Regions from separate parts of the Sus scrofa genome. Here region 2 is linked to region 1. Evidence: chromatin contacts called from public Hi-C data. All regions are on one chromosome and are shown on one strand. The core of a region is the stretch at or near the end of the contact, and the rest is flanking DNA. Distances in the headings are between cores, read along the strand shown.

Region 1 (3,608 bases), core at 802-3,301:
GGTGCAGCAAATAATAATAATAATAATAAATAATGGCTAATGTTTATTGACTTTTATGTAATTTGCACTGTACTAAGCCTTTTACAAATGCAATACCTTATTGAATCCTCAAACAATCCTATTAAGTAGGGTCACTTAACACATAAGACTCACAAAGTTTAGGAAGCTTGTCCAAAAGCAGAGAATAAGGAGGGAGCTAAGTTAGGGAACAAGAGAGCTGGGAGGGCAGTGACCACATCGCACATCATAAGATACCCCTGAAACATTTGTTTTGGAGATAGTTTACTCTCTTGATTTGAGGAGGAGATACATGATTAAATATTGAGTTTTCTGTTTCCTTAGCAGCATTTCTGCATGTGGTTCATGGCAATCATTATTTAAAATGAGCAATGACAACAAAAATAATAATGATACTGATCACGTATTGAAGTCAAGACTAGATGCTTTCATCCACCCTGGCTGGTAGGTATTATTATTCCTACCTTAGAAATGAGAAAACTAAGAGATCTAAGAGGTTAACTTAGTTTGCAAAAATATAAGCAGTGAAATCAGGATTCACATTACTTTCTGTCTCTTAGTACTTTCCCCCCATGGTAACACCTGTCAATCAAATTTCCAATCTAAATCAACTTTCTATTTTCACACCTCAATAGTTTTCTTTTGACTGTATCCCCATTAAAAAGGAAATTGTCATGGATGTCTAACATGGCTCTACAGTGGAAAATTCTAAGTGGAAATGGTGTACTGCCTTGGGTTCCAGTGAAGTGAGTGTCACGGAATTTATTTGCCAATAGCAGCTCCCTCCAGATGGTCTTGGTTTCCAAGTTCTCTGGACAGTTTCAAGCTACTTGGACACCAGACAAACTGTTGTTAAAAAAAAGGAGCAGTATAACTCTAAGTTAGAGAAAGGGTCCTTATTTTTAATTGGTGCTTCTCTCCCTAGAAGTGTTTAGGTGTTTCTTTGCAGTCAAAAGACCTGGCTCAGCCTCTTAGCCTCTGGGTCATGTGCAGCTAGGTTGTGGGAGCTGGGAGGGTGGCAATAGCCTCATGTATATTCAAGGAATAAGAAAGAAAGAAAGAGAAGAGAAAAGAAAAGAAAGGAAAAGAAAAGAAAAATAGCCAGTGTTGGTGAGGTTGTGGAGAATTTGGAATCCTCATGTATTGCTGACTGGAAGGTAAAATCATTCATTTAGCCAGTATGGAAAAACTTTTTGGCCGTTCCTCAAAAAACTAAACGTAGAATTACCCTATCCAGCAAGCCTAATCCTAGGTGTATACCCCAAATAATTGAAAACATATATACAGACAAATACATTTACAGGCATGTTCAGAGCAGCACCATCCACAATAGTCAAAGGGTAGAAATGACACAAATATCCATTAATGGATACACGTATAAACACATTGTGGTATACAAACAATGGAATATTATTTAGCCATAAAAAGGAATGAAGTACTGATACATGCTACAATCTGGAGGAACCCTGAAACATATGTGCAATGAAAGAGACCAGACAAAAAAGACTACATACCAGTCCATTGATGTGAAATGTCTAGAAGAGGCAAATCTGGAGAGACAGAAAATAATTAGTGGTTTACTTAGGGTTGAGGAGAAGAGGGAATAGGAAGTGAGTGCTATGTGTGGAGTTTCCTTTTGGGGTAATAATATTTCAGAACTAGACAGAGAAGATGAGGTTGTTCAACATTGTGAATGTAATGAATACCACTGGATTGTTGATTTTAAAAAGGTTATTTTTATGTCAGATGAATGTCATGTTAATTAGAACAAGGGAAAGCTCAACAGCCCTCTCGGCCCTTCTGAGCTTGGAATCTTACCAAGGATTCTGGGAAAAGAAACACCTAGCCCCTATCCTTGTCAGGGTACGGTGAAAGGTGGTTTGTCCTACAGTTGGATATGTTGTAAATTCATTCGTCAGCACATAAATTCCAATTTACTCAGCATACAGTGACTGAACCAGGTCCTGGGCTGCAGGAGTTATAGTCTCTACCCTTTGAGCGCAAAGCCTAGGGGGAGACACATCTCGCAAATTAAAAAAACAAAACAAAACAAAACTCTGAGATGAACCCAGCAGAGTGTTGGCTACTCAAGTAGTCAGGTACCCAGAAAGAAAAGGAGCCTTTATCCGACGGAGAGCTTGGATTGAGCTAATTTGTGCCCATGGCCGCCAAATCCCTTGCGACAAATGCATTCTTTTGTTGTTCTTCGTGGAAATGAAACAGTTTTTAAGGCCCTTCAGGAGCTCGTCCGCCAAGGTGGGAAGAGGGAATTCAATTAGCACAAGAATGTCAGCCTAGAGGGATAGTGGTGAGTAGGCTGGGGTCCCTTTTGCGCCCCGCCCAGAGCCTCAGGGGAGCCGGCGGCCCAGGCTTGGGGAGGTGGGGACTGCGCGGGGCCGCGCTCCCGCCCTCCTCGGCGCCGGCGGACCCGCAGGCGGCCGGCAGCCCGCAAGGGGGCGGCGGCTCCCGGGCTTTGTGGCTGCTGCGCGCGTGGCGGGGCCTGGCCGGCCGGGGGCGCGCCGCCGCTGCCCGGCGCTCCGGAGCCCGCGGCCCTCCCGGCGGCCCAGCCTGCCAGAGGAGCCGAGGCCGCCCGCGCTTGCATCTCGCCGGCCCCTCCCCCGATCGCCGCGGCCGCCGCGCCGCCGCTGCAGGTAGGAGGCTCCCCGGCCGGGCTGGCTGCCTCGGGGCGGGGGCGCGGGCCTGGGGTCGGCGGAGGCGCGGGCCAGGCGTGCCGGGGCCGCGGGGCAGCCTGGGCGGGCTTCCGGCCCAGGCGCCGCGACCCCTGCCCCGCAGGCCGGGCGGCAGACTCCGCGCGTCCTGATGGGACTCGGTGAGTGGAGCCGGCCTGCAGCGTACAAAGCCCCAGGGCGCAGATCTCCGGGAGATGAGGCGGCGCACTGGGGTCGGAGGACTCTAGACCTCCCGGGACTGAGGAGCCGTTTGGGAGGAATCCAGATGACCCACAGTCCCCAGGTCTATCCATCCCGGGGTCCCCACTGTATGCTGGGCACTGTGCTCGGCGCTTTTCCATACTTGTCTCCTTTAAGACCTCTTGTGCCCCTTTCAGGGGTGTAATGGGGAGGGATCCCTTACTCGGAGGCCGAAAGCCGAGCATCCCATCGGTGACTGCCTGACCTTGGGAAAGCGCCTTTACTTCCAGCCCTGGGTGCTGCTTCTGTAAATGGGGGTGAGATTGGGGGCCGGTGGCGGTGGAGTGCTCGAGGTAATGCCTGCACTCCCAGGCGCTATTGTGAGAGGCGTACCTATCTATGATCATTTAATGTACATAAATGATCATAGCTAAATTTTGAGTACTTTCTATGTACCAGGCCTTAAGTACCAAACAGTTGGCATGAGTTACCTAATTAAATCATCGCACTAGCGCTGTGGATGTAGCTACTGTAAATTGCACAAGTAATCTTTATTTAGGAATAGGAAATGGAGAAGAATTTGGTCTCCCTGTTTTGATTCAGGAGATTGGGTATTTCTTAGGTATCATAACATTTTAGATTATAAATGTTTCTGCAGTATCAGGAGAGTGATTATAGGATGCAGGGATGTGTTTGTTATACTTTCAAATCCAGGAGATA
Region 2 (3,795 bases), core at 1,036-3,535, 46 kb after region 1:
TCTGCCTGGGCTATGGTTAGCAGTTAAATGATGATTAAAGGCAGAACACTGGGACTGGGAGAGCCAAAACACAGGACAGGAAAGAAGCACCAGGGAGGTCAAGCTTAGCAGAGAAGCTGCTGAAGGAGAAGTGTGCAAAGGAGCCTTCAGCTGTGGCTTGGCAGTTAGGAAGCTGAGATCACATTTGTTTCAGAGGCCAGTTGAATTTTAGCTATAACAATTTTAGCCATGCCATTGCTCAGTTTAGAGGTTTGAGGCAATCTTAATGCTACAAATGTGAATTTATATAAAAAAGCATGATGAAAAGTATAATTTAAAAGGAAATAGCCTTTTAAAGTTACAACAATAAAAATTTTCACTGAAAAAATTTGGACAATACAGAGAAGTATAAAGGACAGGAATCTTTTACTCATAAGCCCACCTTTCAGAGATAACCACTTCTAGTATATTGCTGTATATTTTTCTGGACTATTTTCCTATGGATGTGTACACACATGCCTACTTCAGAAAAAAAAAGGATTTTTTAATACATGCTCATTAGTATCCTTTTTTCATGTCTGTAAACACCATCCTAGTCATCATAGTTAAAGTTGCATAATACTCCACTATATAAAGAGTACCATACTTTAGTTCCCACAGATGGACATTTAGATTCTATTTACTACTATAAAAAGGCTGCGATGAATATCCATATATCTGTTTTTGTGCATTTGTCCAATTATTTCTTTAGGATAAATTCCAATACACGGAATTGCTAATTGAAGAATAAACATTTTAAAGGTTTTTGATACAAAGCTGAATTGCCCTCCTCAAACATACAAATTAATAGTGCTAGGTTTTGTCATTTCTTTTCACTCTTGTTAGTCATCAACAGAAAAAAAATTTTGTATTTTAATCTGCCTTTTATTACTGGTGGGTCTAAATAAATATCTTTTCATGTATTTATTGTCTGTATTTTATGCAAATAAGACACGCTAGCTTCCCATTTTCTACAATATCAGCTTTATCTTCCTGACTTACATTACTTATTTATATTAAGTATGTTGTCTCCTATTTGTATCAAAGATATTATCCCTAATGTGGCTTTGCTTATGGTGGCTTTTCACACATTTAAAACATTTTACAGAGTCGTCCCCCCTGTCTGGTTCAGCGGTAACAAACATGACTAGCATCCATGAAAATGTGGGTTGGATCCCAGGCCTCCAGCTCAGTGGGTTAAGGCTCCCACTATTCTGTGAGCTGTGGTGTAGGTCGAAAATGCTGCTCTGATCCCAAGATGCTGTGCTGTAGGCCGGCAGCTGCAGCTCCAATTTGACCCCTAGCTTGGGAACTTCCATATGGCCCTAGGTGAGGCCCTAACAAACACAAACAACAAACAAACAAACAAACAAATAAAAAATTTTATGAGTCAAAATTATCAGGTTTTCAACGAGTTTTAAAAATTCCTTCTGAGGTGAGAGGTAGCATAACAGATTTTTTTTTTTTTTTTTTTTTTTTTTTTTTTTAAAGCAGAGGAATTTAAAGCAATTCAGTCTATAATCTTACCGCCTGTGTTTGGGTCTCACTTGGCACTTCGAGGTAGGAAGATCACTGGACTGGGAGTCAGATTACTTTACCTTTCTGGGTCTCAACTCCTTCCTCTGCAGAATGGCCTGAAACTCCCTTGTGGGGCTGTAAAAAAGAACCGGAACGAATTCACGCAAAGAGCTCCTTCAGGTCTTGTACATAGCACACCGTATCTAAACATTAGCTGTTATTTGTGGGAGAGGACAATACATAATTTTAAAAACTTCTTTAAATTCAGTTGGTGTTTGTGGCAATAGAGTGGGGAATGAAGATTTGAGTAATTTGGTCATTTACACCCATCTCTAAGAACTACATTGCTGGAGTCAGAACCAAAGTTCCAGTTCTGGTCCTGTCGGTTTCTTCGTACGTACGTGACCTTGGACAAGTCACCTTCACTTTTTCGCGGCTCAATTTCATCACCTAGAAAATACCTATATAATAGACCACCTGCCCTTTCCCAGCCTGGCTGCTGAGCCGAGGAAACACTTTAAAATGCCTACAAAGGGCGGCAAACACATCTCTTAGGGTATTGCCTTCGGATACTCCTAGGCACCCACCAACCCCCTCTTAGGCCGGACCGAAGGGCGGCCGCGCCCCCCCCGCCCCCTGCCCTCCCGCTTGGCAGCTGGAACAATAGCTCCCCCGGAGGCGGCGCCGGCCGCGGGCGGGGGCGGAGCTGCGGGCGCGGGCGCAGGGGGTGTGCGCGGGGCGGGGTCGCAGCCACCCCTCCCGCCGGCGGCTCTGTCACGCGCCCCTCACCGGGCGGGCCGGGGTCTTTGTGACGCGGCGGCGACGGCAGCGGACACAAAGGAAAGGCGAAAAGGCGAGCGAGGAACTGGGCCTGCCCCCGCCCCGCGACCCCCGCCCGCGGCGCGCGCGCCCGCTCGTTCCCCGGCCTCGGTCTGTCTCCCCCACGCGGGCTCGCACCCTCGCGCGCACCCGCCCCTCGCACGCGCCCCGACCCTCCGACTCTGTCCCGAGCGCGGCGGGCTCAGGCCTGGCGGGAGCTGCCGGTGGGGCGGGGATGCTGAGGGGCCATTCCCGGGCGCAGCGGCGCCGCTGCTAGGAGGCGCCCAGGCAGCGGCTGGGCTCCCGGCGTGCGGCTGGATGCCCCGGGCCTGCGGCTCCCTGCGCTTCCCGCCGTCCAGGGGCGCCAGTCATGGGCGCCGCGGCCGCTGAGGCGCCGCTCCGGCTGCCAGCCGCGCCTCCGCTCGCCTTCTGCTGCTATACGTCGGTGCTTCTGCTTTTCGCCTTCTCCCTGCCCGGGAGCCGCGCGTCCAACCAGCCCCCGGGTGGCGGCGGCGGCGGGGACTGTCCCGGCGGCAAAGGCAAGAGCATCAACTGCTCAGGTAGGACTGGCCAGAGAGCGTCTCGGCGGCCCCTCCCTCCCTCCCTCTGCCCCGCCGCCGCCTCCCTCCTGGTACCCGCGACCCCGCCGAGCCAGGCCCCGGCGTGGGGATCCCAGGATCCGGGCGGAGGGCAGGGCGCGAGCGCACAGTGCGGGCTTGGGGACCCGCGTGGGGCCGGGGAGTGGCTGTGCGTGCGTCCAAGTGTGCCGAGTGGCTGCGCGCGGGCGGCCGGGCGTGTTGGGAGGTGGTGAGGCCCCGCCAGGCAGGGGAAGGCAGCCGGCCGGGCTGCCGGTATGATCGTGGGTGTGCACGCGGGAGCGTGAGTTTGTGTTGTGAAGGCTCAGGGTAGGGAGGGCGGCCCCTGGCAGGGGTTTTCTATGTATTTCTGTGATGGTGAGAGGCCAGGATAGTGACCATGTTGTGGGAAGGTTTTCTTGGGGCACTGAGGTCTCAGGGGCCGTGTGGGTAAAGGGAACGGGTGGCCCACAGGATGCGGATTGGCCATGTAGAGTGACTGTGTGTGTGTGTGTTTTGGGTTAAGAGGTGGGCGCCTGGGGTTTAGCATGCCCCTGGTCTGTGGATATGAGCAGAGAAAGTACTGGGACCCTAAAGAGACCCTCTGTTTTTGTGTGTTGTGCTAGGTGAAGCCTGGGGCTCAGGGGTGTGCGGAGCGGGGGGTTGCATCGCAGAGGAAGGTGGGGAGTCTTGGAGTGAACCCTGTTTGCGTCCATTCGTCCATTCGGAGGGAGGTTAGCCTGGGAATCATCCTGTGTGGGATTTGGGTAACAGAAACAGGTAATTAGGTCTCAGGGAGTGCTTCTGTATAAAGCAAGGGTTGACTTGGGCTAAGGTGCTGTGGAAAGAGGGAACTGGTTCTGAG

The links. Hi-C and Micro-C count contacts between places; a contact is called where the count stands out from the background.
Region 2: a contact with region 1 is called in a Hi-C map of fetal heart ventricle, with 2.8 times the contacts expected there. The contact joins the promoter of TMEFF1 here to the promoter of MSANTD3 in region 1. A contact is called at or near these places in 2 of 47 Hi-C or Micro-C datasets (fetal heart ventricle and liver).

The regions. Positions count from the first base shown.
Region 1 is chr1:242,166,871-242,170,478 of Sscrofa11.1, forward strand. It overlaps MSANTD3 (myb/SANT-like DNA-binding domain-containing protein 3), which reads left to right and starts at 2,052. Exons shown (of 3, transcript XM_005660297.3): 1 at 2,052-2,326.
Region 2 is chr1:242,212,670-242,216,464 of Sscrofa11.1, forward strand. TMEFF1 (tomoregulin-1) reads left to right here and starts at 2,286. Exons shown (of 10, transcript XM_005660298.3): 1 at 2,286-2,915. The coding sequence starts at 2,726.